Linked DNA regions of Sus scrofa: region 1 is linked to region 2. A link is a contact called in public Hi-C data. All regions are on one chromosome and are shown on one strand. Each heading gives the region's core, a stretch centred on a gene start, on an enhancer-like site or on the middle of the called end of the contact. The rest is flanking DNA. Distances are from core to core; before and after follow the strand shown. Region 1 holds the start of LOC102168098 (collagen alpha-1(III) chain-like). Region 2 holds the start of RALGPS1 (ras-specific guanine nucleotide-releasing factor RalGPS1).

Region 1 (5,410 bases), core at 2,174-4,673, 300 kb after region 2:
ATGCCTAGAAGAAGGGGCACAGCCAGTTGCTGAACCCCAGGGTCCGGACCAGTTGGCACCTGTATCCAAACTGTGGAAGAAGTGGGATGCACCTGAAGGCCCAGAGTGCCCTGGGCTCTGCCCCATCCTCTGTGCCATGCAGGAAGTGGCTGCCCCAGGAAACAACCTCGACAGAGCCGTGACTTGCCTGCACTCACTCGGAGTCACAGGCTGTCCCAGTGTGGTCCTTGGAAGACTGGTTCTGTGCGGTTCTGGAACTCCAAACCTGATTTGGCGTTCATTCCCCTTCCCTGGCACCCTGCCCCCGGGGCCCGGCTGCCGGTGGTCAGAGAGCAGGGGTGTTGGCCCTCACCCTCTCCAGTGTTCTCCGCCTTCCTTGGCTTGCTGACTGCCAGGTCCAGGTGCCAAGAGTGGTGTGGGCACAGTGCAGATCCAGGTGGCAGTTGATAACACTGATGCTCCCTCTCTGGGCACTTTCATAGGGTTTTTTCCAGATTCCACAGGTCCTTTGACCCGCCACACCTGTCCTGGTACCGTGTGTGCAAGGGCAGCTAAGCCCAGTGTGGCCACCACTGACCTCCATGTTGGCTCCAGGCCTGAGTGGGGCACGGCCAGTCCCCTGGGCCTCCCAGCTGCGGGGGACACGTACCGGGCTCCTCAAGTGGCCCAGAGACCCCCTCGCTGTGGTCAAGGAGAAGAAGAGATCACCCCATGGATGTGGGGAGGGCACCCCCTCTCTACCCTCGTACCTTCTCAGAAAGTACCGGGTCCCTGGGTGAGGGACTCAAGGGCTGGAGAGCTGGGTTTTGCCCATAAACTCTGAGGTTCCCCTCCGCTCTGTCCTGGGAGTCTCCATCTTACATCAAGATCAAGCGCAGGAGCCAAGACTCTAACCTGCTGCCATTTTTCAGAAAGAAATGAACCGGGGCAAACTGATGTGTGAGATAGAGCCTGGCTCACAGTGAGGACCCGGAAGAGCCGCAAGTCTGAGAAACAAAGAGCACGTGTGAATGCGAAAGTCTCCAGCTCTGGGCTGCACCGTGAAAGCTGGCCACACGGTGGCCAGACGGCCACACAGACGGACTTTCAGGGCAGAGGGGCCCGGGGCCCGGAGAGCCGCGAGGTGCTGGCAGACCCACAGAGGACCCCTCTCTGGGAACAGGGCTCTCAGCCCCTGCAGGAAAGCAACCGAGAGCCACGGACCCCCCAGGTCCAGGGTGGAAGGGGGCCCCATGCCCCAGACCCTCAGGGAGGTGCTCTCCACAGCCGGGGTGGCAGGGGTCCCCCTCTTCTCCAGTGACGAAGAGGAGGCTCAGAGCCGAGGAGCCTGGGCAGCAGGCTCCCAGCTCAGCCCCAGCAGAGGCGGGACTGGAACGCAAGTCTTGTGACTCCAGTTGAGTCGTTTCCCTGCAACACAGCTGCCTCCCATTAATCTCCCACGTGCGAGACTTGGAAGGCACCCCGCGAGCGGAGCGGGGCTGCCAGGCTGCTTCAATGGGCAGCGCTGACCCAGGGCAGGGCCGCACGGGTGCTGCTGGAACCCGTGGGAACGAGGCTCCCATCCCAGCCACGTGTCCTCCGCGGCAGAGCCGGCGTCCCTGCAGCCACGGACACCGCGCCGGCCCCCTCGGCACACTGGGCCGGTGCTCCGGCTGCTCACCCAGCCCTGCCCTGGGCCCCAGGACACAGCCTGGGCGTCCGGAGCCAGTGTCAGTGGGGGAGAGGGAACTCACACACGATGCCGTAGCTTCCCGGGACGGGCGCTGTGAAGGCACGGTGCAGGCCGCACGCAACCAGGAGGACGGGGTCGCGGCCCTCTTTATGAGAGCTCGGGGACACGGGTTCTGGGCCCTGCAGTTCAGTGAAAGCCCTCGCTGTCTCATTTAACCGCCGAGGGCAGGAGCAGACCAGCGGTTCTTTCGCTCTGTTTCTCCCTCTTCTCCCAAGAGAAACACCCAGAATGAACAGGTCATGTCTGCGGGGTTCCAGGCTTGTCTGCTGTGGTCCGCATGAGAGAGTAGACGGGGACCATGGCTCCTGGCAGTGTCCCGGCACAGGCTGGCGGTCCAAGGCTGCCTCCAGAGGAGGAACTGACTGCTGAGACCAGGGGCTGCCGAGGTCACAAGAGTACATTGTTACTGAGCCGCCTTCCTCTAAAATTACACAAATCTAAAATGATGCTTTTCTCAAATATTTGTTCTGTTGACCCTAGTTGTATACCACTGGTTCCTTCCTAGCCTTCCTCTTCTTCTCATCCCACAAACACTGGTTTCCCCTCCTGTCTCCGGGCTTCCCTCTTGCACTGAGATTACAACCTGGATTATCTCGTCCGCTCCTGGGGCTCCACAGCCCTGTGCTGACAAGTCCTGCGCACCTGTCCCCAGTCGTCACCTGTTTCCCAAGCGACGCATCCATCTGCCCAGAGGCCACCAGACATCAGTCCCAAACTGAGCTTCTCGTTGGCCCCCCAATCCTGCTCCCTCCTAACTGAAGGGCACCAGCTCCCACTGAGGGTTACCCCAAATCAGCCTCGCGGTCCACACCCCTGCTGGTCTACCCTCTAGACACCTCTGGTTCACATCTCCCCTTCCCAGCCTGCGGTCTTGACCAGAGTGAGCTTTCTAGGGTACAAGTCTCAGCATAATTTGCTCTCCTAGAATCTAAATAAAATAATCTCCTCTCCTAAAGACCTCCGTGTCCTCCCCTCGTTGAACCTCAGGCCCCTCACGCAGCCCTGCAGCCCCAGTCTGGCTCCCAATGTACACACACTCCCCATGCTCAGCTCGTCGCCAGGTTGGCTCTTTGCAGTTTCTGGAGTAGGTCCTGGGCCTGCCGTTTTTGAGGCTTTGCACAAGCTGCTCCTTCCGCCTCTGCCACTGCCTCTGCTGGGACTCCTGCATCAGTCTGGGGGTCACACCCCCCCCAGGGCCCCTCTGACAAGCCTGTGTGCTCAGGTGCACTGCTTACCAGCCCCCTGCCCGGGGAAGCTCCTTAACCTTCCGACCGCACATCCACAGAGTAACGCCGAGATGCCTGGGAGGCAGCGGTACTGTGAAACTTACATCAGATCCTGCGTACTGAGCGTTTTGCACCGTATCTGGCACCTTGTAGGTGCCTGATGAATGTCACCTGTTGCCATTGCCACCATCATTATTGTCGTGGTAGTTACACGATTGGTGTGGTCATGGCTATTATTGTATTTATTTGTTCCTATCAAAGCAGTTATCTGCTTACTTGTCTCTGTCCCCCCTCGACTGTAAACTGCACAGAGACAGAACCCCAGCTGTCTAATTCAGTGTGACTGTGTGGCGTCTGGCCCGGGGTGTTGTTGCAGGAAGGAGGGAGAGCTGCTGTATCATTTCCTCCTCGTGGGGAGGCTGCCAGGCCAGCGCACTGTCCCCGTGTTGAAGATTCAGGCTCAGAAGGGGCCGGGTGACTTGCGCAAGGTCACTCAGCCTGCAGGTGGCAGCGGCCGGTGGGAGCCCAGGCCCGTCTGCCTCTGGGTCCTGTGCTCTCTGCTGTGGCCATTCATCATCCTTACTCCTGTCCACTCCAAAGCCATGGTTCGAAGGCCCTGTGCTCTTTTCTCTTCCAATCAATGAGTGGTCTGTTGGGCAGCATGTTGGTTTCTGGAGAGAAATGTAATGAAAACCAGATTTTTTTCATGATATCTCATTCCCCAGTGACTGTCAGTTCTCATATGTTCCAATAAAACTGCTAAAGAAACAGCCACTTAAAGATTATTCATGGAAAAATTATGCTGAGGAAAAATAGAGCAATCCTCTGAGATAGTCAAGCTGCGTGGTCAGTTTTTCCAGCTGTCCGTGCCATATCAGGCCGGGCAGCGGGGACCACACTCTGTTAAGCCAGGCCAGAGCCCCAGCTCATGAGCACTGCCCCCATCCCTGCCCCTGCCCCGAGACATGGAGAAACACAGCTTGCCAGCTGCCCAGCTCAGAAACCATCCCAGAAGACACGTGTTCCTGACGCTGTCACGTGGTGCCCCCCACCCCCAGGCCTGATGGGGCAGGAACGTGAGGCCTTTCAGTAGCACAGTATCACTTACTGGCAGGGAAGCCACCCCCACCCCTCGGTCCCAGCTGAATGGAAATTCTTCTGCTTCAACGGCAAACCCCGGCTGTTGGTCCACAGAGCAGCATCAGCTTTGACCCTGGGCCCAGGGAGATCCCCGCTTCTGCTGCTTGCAGCCCCTTGAAGGGGCATCTGAGGCCAGGCAGGCCTCCAACACAGCGAGAAGAAGGGGGTGGATCTGGGCCTCCGCCTGGAGGGAGAGTCAAGAGCTGAGCGGAAAGGACCAAGGGTGAGCCCGGAACCAGGGATCCGAGCCAGGACGCGCAACCACATGGAGACAGGTGGGGAGGCAGTGGATCAGGAGTGAGCAGAGGGTGCGGAAGCTCCCGGAAGAGCCTCGGCGCGTCCAGCTCTCATTGCACAAGGGGCGACTGAAGGAACAAGCCCAGCGCCCCACCACCACGTGACTGGAGTGCCTCCGAACATCCTTTTATTTTTATTTTTTAAAAAGCTTTATTGAAGTATAGTTGATTTACCATATTTGAGCGTTCCTTTAACGTGGCTTTGGTAAAAGCATCAGCTGCACAGGAGTCAATGATCTTAGATGTGGAAGTGTTTATACAAGCCTGGTGCACGGTCGGTGCCTAATAGATGTTAGCGTCCTTCACCGTCCCCTCCTCGAGGAGTAGCAGTTGGCCTTTATTCATCACATGTTTCCTGCAGGAAGTGTCTCCTGCTTGTCATGTCAGATCACCTCAGATGGGGCTCCGTGTTCTTCCTTCCTCAGGTCTTCGTTAATGCCTGACCTTTGAACTGTTAGAGCTCCTCCTCCACCCCACGTCCCCCCGACCCCCCGCCACCGCCAGGACAGTGGTGTACCCCTGGGTCCAGGTCCTGTGTGTGATAGAAGCCCTGGCTCCCTTACCTGCAAAACAGGGCTCCGAAGGTCCCCGCCTCCTGGGTGGCAGCCCAGCACCCAGTTCTGGGCACAGAACTTTCAGCTTTCCCCGTTATTCAGGCTGCGACACCACCGGCTCAAGCCACGAGGAGGAGCGAGGCGATTTGACCTTTACAAAATACTTTCTGAACCCAGGGTGGGAGCCAGAGTGACTCAGGCAGTGAGACTGCAATCCTGCGTACATGCGGCTGATAAACAAGGCACACTCTCCCCTCCACATGGATCCATCGATTGAGCAAGACGTGTAAAACCGAAACCAAGCCGATGGCTTCCACGCTTGCCTTGCCCCTCTGCAGCAGCTCCACGAGACATTTCCCCCAGGACAAAACTCGCTCTCATTCCAGCCTTTGGAGCAGAAAGTCTTCACCGACTGCACATCTGAATCCTCTGGAAGGCGCCCCTGTCTCGGTCTCATTTCTC
Region 2 (5,697 bases), core at 2,016-4,515:
AGTGAGGAAATCTCAAATAATCCATATAATTTTGTTTAAGAGCTACTCATGACTTATGTGTGTCCTGTAAGATCTGACAGGTGCCAATAGACCATAATAAGCTTTGCCAAACTCTGGGGATTTCGGAGTGGGCCTGAGCTGTTTAGTTAGCGTAGCCTGACTTCTGGCAGAAAGGGTCCCCCTGTGGGAGCCAGAGGACAGCCTGGGATCAGGTAACCTGGCTCTCTTGACACTCCAAGTACCCAGGAACCTGCAAGGCATGAGAAGTGGCGATTTGGGCCCTATCTGTCCAAGGAAGGGAAGAAGAGAGAAGGAGGGAAGGGAAACTTTTACAAGCACTTTACGCAGTCTCAATGAACACGTGACGTGGAGGGGATGCTGGAAGATGTGTTTTAGCCCTGTGCCCTGGAAGAAGAGAAGGTGGAACACAGATATTGGCTAACTAACACCAGCTGCCACAGTTGCCAAAGCTGACACCTCCATTATGGCAAAACCCCTCCTTGACTGGATTGAAGGTTAACCCCAGACTTTGACGAAATGTGAATTTTATCATTCTATAAATACTATTAGGGACACTGGGTAATGAGTATATTAAAATGAGACCCACACATCACTCTCTAGATTCTGATTTCCAATCGGCAAATTAAATCATTTAGAAATGCCTCAAGGATCATGGGAAAACAGAAATGCATTTGCCCTAATTGTGAAGTGACAATTTGCTAACCAAAATAAGTTAGTAGAGATCATGACACATAATCAGCTAAATGGCAAGAGCAGGGCACTGGAAAAATATATGAGTTGCGTGACCCAGTTGGGTGGAGGAGCAGATACAAATCCCTGAGGGAAAAATACCCGGCATCCAATGGACAGCTGGTTAAGAACTTTGAGACACTGGGCACAAAGTTTAAATATTAAGGAACATTTTAGCTTTTATAATCCTTAATGCCACACAAATACTTTATTACAGCCAAGACGACACCAATTGTTACCAACAGATTTAGCAAAAATCAGTTAAAATGATGAGCCCCACAGCTGGTCTGTGAAGAAACAGGAACTCACTCATGTGGGGTGTGAATCAGCCCAGGGGTCCTGCGGAGACCTGGCCTGACAAGATGATACCTTCCTTTGGCTTTGGGTTCACAGAACTCACTCTTAGGGACAGATCTTAAGGAAATGGTGAGACTCTCTGCCCTGGTGCCTCCAGTTAAGAACTGGTTACCTAAAATTCTGTTCAGCAAAAGTTTCTATTTGTATCAGAGAGACAAGGGTGCTCATCCCAAGTCTGCCATTTAGCTGTGTGACTTTTTAATTTTTATTTATTTATTTGTCTTTTTTGTCCTTTTAGGGCCACGCCCACGGCATATGGAGGTTCCCAGACTAGGGGTCTAATCGGAGTTCTTGCTGCTGGCCTACGCCAGAACCACAGCAATACCAGATCCAAGCCGGGTCTGCGACCTACACCACAGCTCACCCTACACCACAGCTCACGGCAATGCCGGATCCTTAACCCACTGAGGGAGGTCAGGGATCGAACCCGCAACCTCATGGTTCCTAGTCGGATTCATTAACCACTGAGCCATGATGGGAACTCCTAGCTGTGTGACTTTAGCTATGAAACTTAACTTCTCTGAACCTCAGTCCCCTCCTTAATTAATGGGGAGAGTAATAGATCGCTACCTCCTGGGGTTATGTCTTAAAGGAGGTCAGGCACATAAAGTGTCTACAGAGCGCCCTGAACATATTCAACAAAGGGTAGCTGTGGCTAGTGGACCCAGCCTTTCCCATATGCAAAGGATGAAGTAGGCATCAAGAAGCCTCAGCTTTATAACTTGAAGAGGAGCTGGTATCTTTGACTCCTCGTTTATTTTTATCACAAAGTCAGAAAAAGGAAAATAAACCTCAGCCACAACTTCTCAGGAGTCCACCAAAATGGGAAGGGAAGGTCTTCAAAGGCTGTTAAATTTGCCTGACAGGGAGGAAAATGCTGAGCAAGGATCCCACTCCCTTGGGTATCTGGAAAGATCTGGACATGCACATTTTTTGGAGACCTGGTCTGTGACAGGAGCTTCCTACTGAAACCAAGCAGGGCCCTGCGGGGGGGGGGGGGGGGTCTTGGGCACAAAAGCCTTTGTGTGTCCCTCCTTTTTTGTTTTTAGGAAATAGGCCTCATCCAGCCTCCCTCTTCCCAGACTTCCAAAAAGTAGGTTCAAACAGTTGCTAATTAGAGAAAGGAAGGGATACAGGGAGGAGGGGGGAACAGTTAAAAAAAACAATGGTGCAGGCTGTAGGCAGGGTCCTGGTTCCTCCCCCAGGAATATACATAACAATACCTTCCAGCTCTTCTGCAGAACTAAAACCCCCAACGAATGAAATGTATTAACTACTTCATGAAGCATTCCTCATTCCAGAAAGGACCACCAGAACCAGTCCCACCGCCAATAGGACACCCCTTTGAAAAATACAAACTTGCATCTAACTTTACCTTGGATCTGTTTTCCATTCCCCAAACTACAAAACCACCTCTTCCAAAGGAGGACACAATCTTTAGGGCATTAGCCTGCTGTGGCCGCCTTTGGCTGGCTAAGCAATAAAGCTACTTTTTTTTTTCCTCCTCCACTAAAACAGGCCGTTTTGGCAACAGTATCCCCAAGTTTGGACTTTTCACATCCGTTTTGCGGGAAGAGGAAATCTGCCCAAGGTCCTCAGTTAGGACTGGGTCTGGTAGGTAGTAACCACCCATGAGTAACCACTACAGGGTAGGGTGAGGAGCAGGCATCTAAAGGGCTGTGGGAGCGAGGGTCCCAGCGGAGGGCAGGCGCAGGCCCCGGGGTGATGGCGGGTCGACTGTGCTGGCCTCTCACCCACCCCGCTCCCGGAGCGCCCGGGCGCGCCCCGCCGAGCAGCCCTCCTCCCACCAGCAGGAGGCGCCCAGGAGAAGGCGGGCGGGGAGGCCACGGGGCGCAGAGCTGCCGCCGCTCCTCCCCCAGTCGAAACCAAGGTTGCCGCTAGCCCATTTGTTCGCAGCGAGGCTCCTGGACGCGGCCGGGACGGGAACCGGGATCCGGGATCCGGGATCCGGTGTCCCTGAGAGGGGCCCAGCCAGTGTGCCCCGCACCCTGGTCCGCGCCTGCCCGGAAGCGCCGGCGCCGAGGGGGCGGGGCCGGGAAGCGCTTCCGGGGGCGGGGGGCGCGGGCTGGGGCGGCAGCCGGAGCGGCGGGGACGGGCCTGGCGCCGGCGGCGGCGGAGGGGGCGCCGCGGGCGGGCGATGTGAGCGCGGCGCTCTCGGCAGGTGAGAAGCGCCTGCGGGGCTGGCGGGCGGCGGGCTAGGCGCGGGCGGAGCCGGCGGGGTGGGAGGCAGTCCCCGGCCGCTGTCCCGCTCCCTCTGGGCGCGGCGGGGCGGGAGCCTCAGCGCCTGGTCAGTCCGGCGGGCGGGCGGCGCGGGCAGAAGCCGAGGCCGGGTGGGGTCGGGAGGCCCCGGGCACCTGCTTGGGCCAGGCGCGCGCCCTGGAGGGGCCAACCCTACTCGGCCCTGGAGTCCGGACGCTGTTCGCGGGGCTGAGGGTCCCGCTCGACCAGCTGCCCCCGGGCTCTCCAGCCTCCGCCCCGGGCGTCTTGGGATCCCCTGCTTCCGGGCCCCTTGGCTCCAGGGGCGCTCTCTTTTTGTATGAGGAGGCCGAATAGTTAAATCCCCTGGAGACCTGGGCCGGGCCATGGGGTCGGCCCTGCTGGTGGCCTCCACTGAACCCCTGCCCCACGCCTCCGCCTTTCTCCAGGTAAACAGGCGGCGACGCGACGTGCTTGGCCCTGGACGACTCCATGGTCACTCTCACCCTCAGACGGTCCTGCTTTTACAGTGGGCTGGGCTGGCCTGGGGGTGTAAACAGTGTCCTTCTAGGCTAGATGGCTGTGCCTTAGGGCGTCATTAGGCTGGGAGTCTCGGTCTTGAGGCTTTCAGCATGTCTCTTCCATGCTGGGCCTCAGTTTCCCCATCTGATCAGTAAGAGTTTTAGATTAGTTCTCTAAAGACTCCTTCAGCTCTGCCATTCTCCGTATGTCTGAAATTGGAAGGGCTGTCCCTGGTTCGAGATATTGGACCGTTTCACTGAAGACTTTTTGCAAATATGGACTTTTTAGCCACTTAATACAATTGGTTTCACACAGGCTTTAAAATGAATCAAGAATCGTCTCTAAACCTTTCCTTGTCGTAACTCTTCCTTTGCTTTTGTTCCTAGTAGTAGTCAGTCCCATCCTGCAGAGTTTTTGCATGTAAAAATTTTTTTGTTGTTTATATTTGCCTATTTTCTCTTTGTTCCCAGTCAGGCCCTCTTTGCTTCACATCTGGATTATTGCAACAGCTTCTTAGCTGGTCTCTGACTTCAGAAGTTCCCCCCACCACCTCCCCCATCCTTCCTTTATGCTAATGCCAAACTTAATATAGGAAGTCAAAAAAAGAGTTGAGTGTTTGCTTGCTTATTAAATGTCAAGATGCTGTTCCATGTGGTGGGGGGAAGAAGTAGAAGGCACACTTGCAGCCTCCGAGCGGTTTACCCTGGTGCTAAGACTTTACCTGGGAAAAGGTAATTGGTTGATAAGACAAGCCTGTGTGCTTTAGAATTAAGTGGGAGGCGAGATGGAGAGGTCACTGTAGGCCAAGTGGTCAGGGAGGGCTTAGTGACGGGGGTGGGGTTTCAGCTGGCTGCTAAAGGATGAGTAGGATTCAGATAGGAAAAGAAGAATCAGGCCCAGTGATCTTATGGAGTTAGTGAATAGACCAGTCTCCCGGTAGAGAAGGGTGCGTAAAGGAAGGGAACAAGAGGATAGATTGGTTGGGCTAGTTCCTGAAAGAACTTGAACACTAGGCCAAAGTTGAAACTGTTCTAAAGGCAGAGGTGAGCGGCAGGAGATTAGGGGTGGTTCATGATCTTTTGCAGGAGGGGGAGGGAGAGAGGGCTGGGAGATCCGCTGAAAGGCCCTGCAGCATTTATACCACTCTTCAAAGCTGCGTAGGTCCTCGGCCTGCCACCTCGCCCACCCTGCCATTTTAGGGCTCCCCTTGGTTTGGCCTCTCCTCGCCTACCTGGACCTTATTCCCTGCTTCTCCTTCTCCCGGTCTGTCTCCTGCAGAAGTGAGTTTATGACTGCCTCTACGGCTTTGCTTCTCTTCCCCCTTCTGAAGTACTGGCCTCCTTTTTCTTCTCCTCTGTGTAAATTCTCCATTTCACTTCCTTCAAGCCCCTGCTGAAGATATACTTCCTCCAGAGGGTGTTCCTTGACTGCCCTACCCCCATGCCTTTGTGGCATTCAGAATCTAAAGCACAGGATTCAGCACTTGTTCTCTGGTTATTGAACTTGCTCTTGTTCCGACTGGAGTGGGCGTTTTTGAGGGCATTATGTCTTAATACTTCTCTCGAAACCCTTGTAATATCTAATACTGTAGCTGGACTTTTATAATAGATACTCAAATACTTCCTGATTTTTGTTGGTAAATGACTTCTTAAGAAAAAAAAGGAAATGCCTCCCCTTTTTAAAGGAGAATCTTTTATTACCAGTTTTCTCTGTCATATATCATTTATGTCTAATGCTGCCATTCAAGGTGGATGTGTTCAGCTTTCATTCTCTGCGTGCAGATAACGTAAAGCGAATCTTTGAAACATTAAAACGTTTATTTACTCTGGATTATGGGAAAAGAAAAAGTCG

The links. A called contact is a pair of places that touch in the nucleus more often than the background predicts.
Region 1: a contact with region 2 is called in a Hi-C map of embryonic fibroblasts, with 2.2 times the contacts expected there. The contact joins the promoter of LOC102168098 here to the promoter of RALGPS1 in region 2. A contact is called at or near these places in 1 of 47 Hi-C or Micro-C datasets (embryonic fibroblasts) and 1 of 2 datasets of contacts at active chromatin or transcription factors (skeletal muscle).

The regions. Positions count from the first base shown.
Region 1 is chr1:267,729,907-267,735,316 of Sscrofa11.1, forward strand. LOC102168098 (collagen alpha-1(III) chain-like) reads right to left here and starts at 3,424. Exons shown (of 2, transcript XM_021069197.1): 1 at 3,235-3,424; 2 at 1-2,110. The coding sequence starts at 1,883. The coding sequence ends at 957. The region is part of intron 11 of RALGPS1 (ras-specific guanine nucleotide-releasing factor RalGPS1); the gene reads left to right. LOC110256267 (a long non-coding RNA gene) reads right to left here and starts at 5,355. Exons shown (of 2, transcript XR_002337629.1): 1 at 4,958-5,355; 2 at 3,440-3,629.
Region 2 is chr1:267,433,801-267,439,497 of Sscrofa11.1, forward strand. It overlaps RALGPS1 (ras-specific guanine nucleotide-releasing factor RalGPS1), which reads left to right and starts at 3,266. Exons shown (of 20, transcript XM_021069060.1): 1 at 3,266-3,289. It overlaps ZBTB34 (zinc finger and BTB domain-containing protein 34), which reads left to right and starts at 3,188. Exons shown (of 2, transcript XM_021069179.1): 1 at 3,188-3,289.